2 separate regions of the Mus musculus genome follow, and region 1 is linked to region 2. Evidence: chromatin contacts called from public promoter capture Hi-C data. All regions are on one chromosome and are shown on one strand. Each heading gives the region's core, a stretch centred on a gene start, on an enhancer-like site or on the middle of the called end of the contact. The rest is flanking DNA. Distances are from core to core; before and after follow the strand shown. Region 1 holds the start of Dmpk (dystrophia myotonica-protein kinase). Region 2 has its middle 11 kb from the start of Gm38952.

Region 1 (4,858 bases), core at 1,639-4,138, 120 kb before region 2:
CCTATACTTGAGACACAATCCTACCCCCGTCCCCCATCCCCTGTGTGTGTCCCCCCCACCCCCACCCCCCCGATCTACAGCAGCTTCTCCCTTCTCCAGCCTTCTTGACTTGGGGCGATGTAACTGTCACTCTTTCCTAGTCACCTGAACCCGGAGCTTACCAGGTAGTTCTCATCCTGGAAGGCAAAGTGCAGCTGTGTGATCCAGCGCCGGTCCCCTTTCACTAATACATCCCTTTCTTCCCGGAAGCACGACACCTGTGAGGTAGGAGAGAAGCTACAGGAGGTGAGTTGGAGAGATGAGGGCGCTGCCCTAATCCCTGGCCCTCACCTCGCCTCTCTTCAGCATGTCCCACTTATTCATAATCTTCATGGCATACACTTGGCCCGTCTGTTTCATCTTCACCACCGCTACCTAAATACGGAACCGAGATGACAGCAAGAGGTGGCAGGGAAAACCAGCAAGGCTCACCCAGACAGGACTCCACCCTTATCTCCACCCAACCTTAGCCCCGCCCTCACGTGCACACCGCCCACTGACCACAAGCTCCGCCCCCACCCCTCCAGCCTTAAATTCAAGCTCATTCATCAATTTTTAAGGCTCTGCCCCAGCTGTTATGCCCCACCCACATCAAGTAAAGTTCCATTCCCAGGCCACTGAAGACTCACCTCGCTGAACGCCCCACGCCCGATCACCTTCAAAATCTCAAAATCATCCCTCTGCAGTCGGACCTCCTTAAGCCTTGCTGCAATGGGCTCCACTGGGCGGGGGTGGGGGAAGAAGAACCAAGGGTCATCAGAACACTAGCGGTAAGGGTAGTGACTTTATAGCCTCCTTCCTTCTGCCCCTTAAATCGGCTTTAGGATTCTGCTTTCAAAACCTCTGTGATGTTTGTGGGACCCAGAACTGCCTGTTTCCACAGGGTTGCAGGGCAGAAAGGGAGGCAGTGGGAGAAGCTGGCGCATCAGGCCTTTCACTCCCATGTGATGATCAGGGTGCTAAGTCAGGTCACCCGGGGCTCTCACTTAATGTCTCGGGCCACAACCTCGAACTGGAGCTGTGTCAGCACAGCCAGCACGAAGAAGAAGTGGGGGAGGGTCACTGCCCTCCAGCATCCTGGACACTGTTGGAAGGGCTTTCTTGGTTTCCAAAGGGTGAAGGAGAGTCTTCTTATAACCAAAGCTCCAGGGTATAAGGTCCTGTGCTAGGGTGGTTCAGCCAGAGGGGAGAGCAGCTAGGTCTGAGGCTGGCGACTGGGGGTGCGGGGTGGGCAGAGGGAGGTCAGATCTCCCTTAGGGAAGTTCTAAGGCCGGGGAGTAAGGATGGAGGAGGGACGTGTGGGGAAGCGGGGAGATGGGGTCACAGAGAAGAAAGGGGTTTGGGAAAGTGGGCAGCCGGGGAAGATACAGCTAGGGCCAAGGCTGGGGGGTGGGGAGGAGGAGAGAGCCAAGGCGTTGAGCCCTTTTAAGGCAGCGGGAACCCAGGCCCCCTCCCCCGCCCAGGCCTGGCAGGGGAGGGGCCCACAGGATGCTGCTCAGGCCACAAAAGGACTGCTCCTTCCCAGAGGGTCAGACCCCCTGCCCCCACCCCAGTTCTCAGTTTACCCTGCCAGCCCAAACCCCATCCTTCAAAAGAAAGGTTGAGGGAGACACTAAAGACTGGAGAGGAGAAAAAGTCTTTCACAGGCTTAGCAGTCTAACCGATGGCCTCAACCTTTCCATCTGTGAAACGGGGGAGGAGGGGAGAATGCACTAGGGTCACACACATGGGCAGACAGCCAAGAATCAAGACCTGGACCCTTAATAATAGGCACAGAGCAACAAAACAGGTCGTTACTTGTAAGGAAGCTGGGGTAAGCTGGAGCTTTGGCTCAATGTTGGGCAGGAGCAGATAAGGCTCCAAGCTTGTCCACTAGGCCTGAGAAGACCTCTGGGGAAGGGCATTTAAGTCAGCAGAGGAATTAGAGGTCTTGAGCTAGAACCACAAAAGCAGATGAGAAGCCAGGAGGGATGACCAATCTGGCCCACAAAGGCTGGGCGGGATCAGAGTGCTAGGGATGGGCACACTCAGAAGCTGAAGTTGTTCCTTCCTCTTAATTTGGGGAACAGAAAGGGTGCTCGGTGGCGCCTGTCTGCCGGGCTGGTTCTCCCCCAGGGCCTCTGTGAGTCACAGTGCCCTCATAGCTCCTGGACACCTGTCAGGGCAGCTGGGGAGGCAGACGCCAAACACCTGCCTATGGGCCACACCCTGGCAGCTGCCCCACGCTGTCCCTCCCCACACTCTGGGAAACTGGGGAGGGCTATGAAGCCAGTTTGAGGAGCCAAGGGTCCTAAAAGAGAAAGCTGCCAGGTCCTAGTGTGGGTGCTGAGATAGCAGGAGGCTATGCCCACCCCAGCCTGCACTGGCTGAGTCATAGGTGGCCTCACTGACCCTGGTGCCTCACCAGGGGAGCTTGGGGTCAGGTCATGAGCTCTGCTTGGCTCCCTTACAAAAAGCCCTTTCCAGGCCCTCCTGCCCCTCCATAGCCCATTCTTGCCCTGTAGACCCACCTCTGCCTTGCACCCAACCCCAGGCTTCCTATCCATACTCACCCCACTGCAAGAAGTCGGCCACATACTTGTCCTGGGCTAGGTGAGAGGCACCCAGCTCCTGGTGGACGCCCAGGAGAAGGTCGAGCAGGGGCTCCAGTCCCAGGAAGCCTGGGTCCAGCACCAGCTGCTGGAGCTGCCTCAGCCGCACTTCGGCTGACATGTTGGGCAGGCAACACCATGGCCCCTCCCCGGGCCGGAGCTCGGGGTCTTCCCGTCACAGGGCCTGGCTGCCCCTGTCCAGGCCCCAGAACCCTAGCTGCATGTCTGCCCGTCCCTGACTATCCCTTGGGTCTCTCTGGCCAGTTCTATGCTTAAGGCCTCCTCCTCTTTTCTCCACCCCTTGGCCCAGCCCCCCTCCCGCCTCCCAGTTTTTAACCCCTCCTGAGCCAACACCCCAACTCCCTTCTTCCAGGGCCCCTCAAAACTCTTCAGAGCCCAATGTCAGGGGACAGAGTAATACTCCAGGGTTGCCCCCCCCCATTGACTCTACCCACCCATAAAGAGAGCACAGGGAGTTACAGGTGGGAGGTGTCAGTGCCCAGGAGAGCCAGTCTATAGACTCAGAGCTGGGAGGGGTTGGGGGAAAGGGCTGATGCCTGGGCAACAGGGGGTGAGGGGGTAGTGGGGGGGGCAAAGGCCAGGGGCAGCTTCTTCGTGACTCAGCAATGGATTCCGACTTTGGGACAGTTAAATTTAGCCCCTGTGCCTGCTGTATTACCCGCCCCCCCATTTTTTGGCAGGAGGTAGAAGGAAGATCAGGAGAGAGTTTGCTCAGCCGCCAGGGCCAGGGGTGACCTGCTGGCCCCAGCCTGGGGGAGGCAAGTGGTGGATCCAGGCCCTCCTTAAGCAAAAGAGAACCCCAAAATAGCTCCTTGGCCACAGGCCGGGGCAGCCACATTCCTGCCTGGGCTAGGATTAGAGACAGAAACATTTTAGGGGTTGAGGGCGGAGCTGCCTGGACAGCAAGCCAGGCGACAAGTTAGCTTCTTTCTAGGGTGGCCAGTTCTCTGGGGAGGAAATCATGACCTCCAGCTGGCACTAGATGGCCAGTCATAAATGGGCCAGGGGCAGCAGACTGCAAAGGCATGTTCAGAGGAGGCAGGGAGTGCAGTCAATTCCAGCATCCTCCTCTCCCCAAGGAGAGCATGCTTGGATAGTCCTGGTGTTTAAAACAAGTTTCAAACATCTCCAAGGACCTAGTAGGAAGGCCATCTCAGCCTCTTGACTTTGGGGGTCGAGACTCATCTTTCAGAGGGCTCTCTGCTCGGGGCTAGGGATGGGGAAACAGCTAAGATTGGGCTTCCTTTGGTCAGAGCACAGCTTGGAGGCCAAGTACTGCAACCCCCACCCTACCCTGCCCCAGGGAACAGAAACACTGTGCAAACAAGGACTTTAGTATAAATAAGAGGTCCAGGGGAACAAGGAGGGCCCTCAGGGCTTCCATAATTTAACACTTTCAAAATCACAGACCATAGCAAGGGGTGGAGTTTGGGCAGGAGTGGGGATGGCCCCTGCCCTGCCCTCTCACCCAGGGGTACTGTGGGCTAAGTCTCTCCCAGGAGTGAACAGTCACATGCTGGGACAGGGATATGGTTAACACTGATGTTTCAGAGAACAGGTCATTGTACTTGGCAGTGGGTGGAGGACAGGGCCAAGGCCACACAGGACACTACATCCCCATGGCTGGGCCAACCTAGGGGACCCCCAGTATGTGTGCAGCGTGGGGCTTGGAGCAGTCCTTCCATCATGATTAGTCTTGTTAATACAGTGATTCTTGAGGTCAGCGGGGAGGGTTATGGCTAGGAGGCCGGGAACATGGGACATCCACATTTCACACCACAGTGCCACTGGGGGAGCTGCCTGGTTGGGAGGAGATGCCCTGGGGAGAACAAGAGGAGAAAGGTGGATTAGACAGCACCTGGGCTTCTGCCAGAACCCGGAGAAGGAGCCACCCAAAGGCCTTGGAGCTGCTGCCCCAGCTGGGATCTGCCCCCCAGGCCTAAAGCTGCTGTCCTAGCTAGGAACAAACAGCTCGGCCGTCTCCACTGACCCAGAGTAGCACTTCCACAGTAATGTGGCCCCAGGTGTCCTGGGCATACAGGGGACGACAGTGGAGAGAAAAGAAACTGGGGTCCACTTGCAGCTTCAGGGGTTGTCCTACCTCTACAACTGACTTGCTGGGTGACCTGGGCCAACTTGCTTGCCCTGCCTGGGCCTCGGTCTCCTCGTCTGTGAACTAGGGAGACAGAGGGGTGTCTGTGAGAACT
Region 2 (4,712 bases), core at 2,104-4,603:
GCCGGCTCCGGCTACCTGGTGAGGCACTTTCTGGTAATAAGTTGTATTTAAAAGCTAAGCATGCTCCCTCACTCTTGTAGTTCCAGCAGTATGAAGGCAGGACAGTCTGATGGGACTGCTTGAGGCCAGCTTGCATTACAGAGTTCTAGGATAGCCTGGGCTACATAGCTGAGTGAGACTCTGACTCAAAAGGCCAAAGGAAGAGGACAGCCCTAACCTTCTACAGACATCTCTCCCTACCCTACATTAGTCCTAGCTTCACATCCTCTTTATTTGTTTATTTTATTCTATTTTTAAAATAGATTTATTTATTTTATGTATGTGAGTACACTGTCACTTTCTTCAGACACACCAGATCCCTTTACAGATGGTTGTGATTGCTGGGAATTGAACTCAGGACCTCTGGAAAAGTAGTCAGTGCTTTAACTGCTGAGCCATCTCTCCGGCCCCTCTATTTTTTTAAAGACAGGGTCCCACTATTTAGCCCTGGCTGGCCTGGAACAGGTGTCCCCCTGCCTTGACTATGGAGGAGTGATGTCCACTGCTTGCTCAGTTAATGCACGCCAGAAGGAATCAGATCCTATTGCTACTGATGGCTCTCAGCCACTATGTAGGTGCTGGGAATTGAACTTGGGACCTCTGGAAGAGCAGCCAGTGCTCTTAATGGCTGAGCCACCTCTCCAGCTCCTCCATTCCAACTCTTATCTGATGGACCTAACCTAGCTATACCCTAAGCTGAAACCTTAACCAAGGCCCTGACCATCATTTCAACTTGACCTTGACCCTGGCTCTACTCTTAGTCCAGTCTTCAATCAAAATTTAGCCCTGACCTTGGACATACGTCTAGCCTCCCTCTTGATTCTAAGTCTATCTGCAACCAGGATCTTGACTCTAGATCTCATCTTTTTCCAAAAAATGTATTTATTATTATTGTATGTGTGCATCATGTGTGTGCACTGCATGGTGTGTATGTGTGCATTGTGTGTGTATACATTGTGTGTATGTATGTATTGCATATGGGTGTGTGCATTGTGTTTGAATAAATTACGTGTGTTCATGTGTGTGTGTGTGTATGTGTGTGCGCATGCGTGTCACAGTGTACACGTGGAGGTCAGCTGACAACTCTATGGAGTCTGTTTCCTCCTTTAAAGGGATCAAATTCTGGCTTTGGGGGAAGCATCTCTAGCTTCACCACCAGACATCCCGATGTCCTTCCATGTGTTTATTTATCTCCACTTCATAGCTGTGTCCCTCCTCCCTCCATCTTTCCTTCTCCCCACTCTGTATCCCTTCCTTCAGTCTTTGACACCCTCTTTCTTCCTTCCAAAGGAAAACCAGCTAGGTCTGGGGTCTCATACCTATAACCTCAGACCAGGGAGACCACCTGCCCTCCCTCCTGTACTTTTTCTCCTTTGCGTTTGTGTATGGATGTGTCTATCTATTTATGCGTATCTGTGGTCATCAGAAGTCAACGGCAGGTATCCTGGATTGCTAAGGCAGAGTCTCTGGGTGAACCTTGAGCTCACCAATCTGGCTAGTCTAGCTAGCTCTTTTACCCGAGCAGTCCCACCTCCATCTCTCAAGTGCAGGATCACAGGTAGGTTCCCCCTTCCTGCCTGGAATGTACATGGGTGCTGGGGATCTGGACTGAAGTCTTCACATTTGGTGCTGTGGAGGCCAAAAGGTGTCAGATCCCCTGAGTGCTTTGAATTCACCAGGTAGCCTAGCTTGGTCTTGAGTTCAAGGCCATCCTCCTGCCTCAGCCTTCTAAGTGTTAGAATTACAGGTGTGAGGTACTACATCCTGCTACTCTGTTGCTCCTCTTCCCTAGCTCCCCACCTCCATCTTTGCTGCACACTGACTATCTACAACAGGACCAGTCTCCAGTAGGTGCTTACTGAATATTTAATATTTAAGTTTAATTGAGTGAAGGGCATAGGATGGAGGTGGTCATAGGCTTCATAAGGTGGGCTTAGTGTTCACGTATACTTGGCTGACTAAGGGTCTGGCTCTGACCCAAAGCTCTTCACTCCATTAGCCACTCTAGTTCAGGCTAGGAGCTCACTGGACTCTGCTTCTCCTTCTGGGACCGAGTCTTGAGCATCCCCCATGTAGAGGGAGTTCAGCTGGGAAACCCAGCCCAGAGCACCCCTTATCAATCCTCTCCCTCCTCTGGCCCTGGCCCTTATCTTCTTCTGAGAGCTCTGAGATTGGGGTTCACCTAAAAATGGGATGAAGATGAAGAGGGAGACTCACTCAGTAATGGAGCTGGAGTCAGGGCCTGGTGCAGCAGCTGATGTCTGTTATCTGGAGGCAGAGGCTGGAAGATCCCTGCAACTTCCAGACCAGCCTGATCTACAGAGAGAGCTAGCTCTAGGCCAGCCAGGGATTCAGAAGAGAACTGAGGCCCTGTTTCAAAAAGGAGGTGGTGGCACTGAAGGGATGGCTCGGCAGTTAGGAGAACTTCCTATTCTTCACCGGGCACCTCCACTCACATGCACACGCCCACCCACAGACACCTAAAAGACACCTAATTAAAAACAATGAAAAATAATTTTTAAAAAAAGTCTTTAAATCTGTAAATAATAGAAACAAACAAAAACAGCTCAGAGAAGAGGCCCAAGCCTATAATTCTAACCTTGAAGAGGCTGAGACAAAAGGGTGGCTTGAGGCTAACCTAGGCTACAGAGTGAGACCACATCTCAAAAAACCCCAAAACCAAAAGGAGAGGGCATGGAGGAGAGAGGGATCCTGTTGAGGGGCGTTGTGGGAGAAGAGGGAGAGGTATGATTAAGATACATTGTATACAAGTATGGAATTGCCAAAGAATAAAGTATGTCCTGAAAGAAAAGAGAAAGAGAGAGAGAGAGAGAGAGAGAGAGAGAAACCAACCTAAAACCAGAGAGAGATTCACAGAAAGACTGAAAGTGAGAGACAGGTGTAAATGGAAACCGAGACAAGTTCACTGATTGGGAAAGTGCGTGCAGAAATGTGGCGAAACTGGAGCTCTTTTCGAAGGGCTAGTACACTGGCAGGGGCTGCTGAGGCAGAAGGCTAAAACTACATTTCCCAGGAAGCTGTGTGGTCGGAGTTTGGCCCCATCAATCAGACGCCTTAGCGGGAAGCTTGACTAGAGGGAAAGGCAGCTTGGCAGTTCGTTGCTACAGTCAGTGTAGTGTGGGCCCTTGTGTAGTGTGGGCCCAGTGTAGTGTGGGCAGCCAGCACTTCCTGTCACCTAAGGCAAGTAGAAGCTCACCTTTTTCTTTTCTTGTCACCTGTCATCCCCACCTCCCTCTCCAGGGTCTTACAGTGTTGCTGGGGTTGTACCCAGTGTACTGCCCAGGATGGCCTGATACTATCAATCCTGGGTCTCAGCTGGGATCCCTCATATCCTTCCTCTCTGAATGACTTGACTCCAGAGTGTGACATGCAGTGACCTGTGCCCTTTACACACTCACCTGGACAACCTCTTTCCCTCCTGCTGCCATCCCTGCACTCTTTCTTTTGCTCCAGGCAACTTTTCTGCAATTTTCCTCCATCTCACTTCAGGAATATCACCTGCCTCCACTGTTCTACGCCCATCAACTAACAACTCACATTGGTCCTGACCTCCTCTTTCCATCTCCAAGGCCAGAGAGGTCAGCAGAGCTGCCCATAGTGCCCCACCCACTTCTAGGTGGAAAATCGTTCTTTCTAAAGTGGCCCTGCCTCCAAATAACTTCTCGATAGTGTCAGGTCAGGACCATAGGAACCTGTGATTCATGGTTTGAGAACCTACTGTGTGCTGGGAGTTGAGCAGATATGGATTGCTGTATGTACATACAGTTCTGATGGTTATGTGTTTAGTGCATCGACCCCTGCAAAGTCTTTTGTAGACTAGGTTTTGAACTTGCTGAGGCTGCCCTTGAACTGAAAATCCTCTTTGTTTTACCTGGAAAATGCTGAGATTACAGGTGTTTACCACCCACACATCCTGTTTATACTCCCCCCCCCTTTCCCCCTTATGCTGTGCAGCTGTGTCTGGTCTAGAACTCTCTAATTAGACTATGCTGGCCTCAAATTCAGAGATCTGCTTGTGTGTACCATTGAGCACAGCCTCCAAGCCTGGCTTCTCAAAGCTGCACTAAGGATTAAACCTGGGAACTGAAGTTTGATAGTTGCGGCCACTACCACTGAGCCACACCCCCAGCCCCTCACTGGGGGATTCTAGGCAGGGGCTCTACCACTGAGCCACACCCCCAGCCCCTCACTGGGGGATTTTAGGCAGGGGCTCTACCACTAAGTTATATACCAGCCAAATTTGTATTTATAATTTTGAAATAGGCTCTCACTGAATTTTTTCAAGCCATTCTTTTTTTTTTTTTCCAAGATAGGGTTTCTCTGTAGCCCTGGCTGTCCTGGAACTCACTCTGTAGACCAGGCTGGCCTCGAACTCAGAAATCCACCTGCTTCTGCCTCCCAAGTGCTGGGATTAAAGGTGTGCGCCACTACTGCCCAGCATTCAAGCCATTCTTAAACTTGCTCTATAGCCCAGACAAGCCTTGAGCTTTCTTCCAAACCTTTTCTTGCAGCCTCCCAAGTAGCTGAGATTATAAATCTGTACCATTACACTCTGGTTACAAACATTTGTGGGATGAATGGATAAACACATGCATGAATGAAACCTCCTTAAGCAGTTGATACTCATTTTCAGGTCCGCACTTCTCTTCAGC

The links. Promoter capture Hi-C pulls out the DNA fragments that hold promoters and counts their contacts.
Region 1: a promoter capture Hi-C map of the HPC-7 cell line shows a contact between it and region 2. The contact joins the promoter of Dmpk here to the enhancer-like site in region 2. A contact is called at or near these places in 4 of 39 promoter capture datasets (the HPC-7 cell line, embryonic stem cells and liver), 1 of 484 Hi-C or Micro-C datasets (the G1E-ER4 cell line), 4 of 115 datasets of contacts at active chromatin or transcription factors (embryonic stem cells, large pre-B cells and pancreatic cancer cells) and 3 of 9 other capture datasets (adipose tissue, liver and pancreatic islet).

The regions. Positions count from the first base shown.
Region 1 is chr7:19,081,888-19,086,745 of GRCm38.p6, reverse strand. Dmpk (dystrophia myotonica-protein kinase) reads right to left here and starts at 2,888. Exons shown (of 15, transcript NM_001379257.1): 1 at 2,592-2,888; 2 at 669-760; 3 at 331-414; 4 at 162-257. The coding sequence starts at 2,751. It overlaps Dmwd (dystrophia myotonica-containing WD repeat motif), which reads right to left. Exons shown (of 5, transcript NM_010058.2): 4 at 4,753-4,827; 5 at 3,971-4,470. The coding sequence ends at 4,423.
Region 2 is chr7:18,966,217-18,970,928 of GRCm38.p6, reverse strand. No RefSeq gene overlaps it. Among named protein-coding and RNA genes, the nearest start is that of Gm38952, 11 kb to the right of the region's middle. Within about 2 kb of position 3,353, at least 5 of the 459 cell types and tissues checked have an H3K27ac peak or open chromatin away from gene starts, as enhancers often do. A contact at or near this core is called in the HPC-7 cell line, where this site is marked.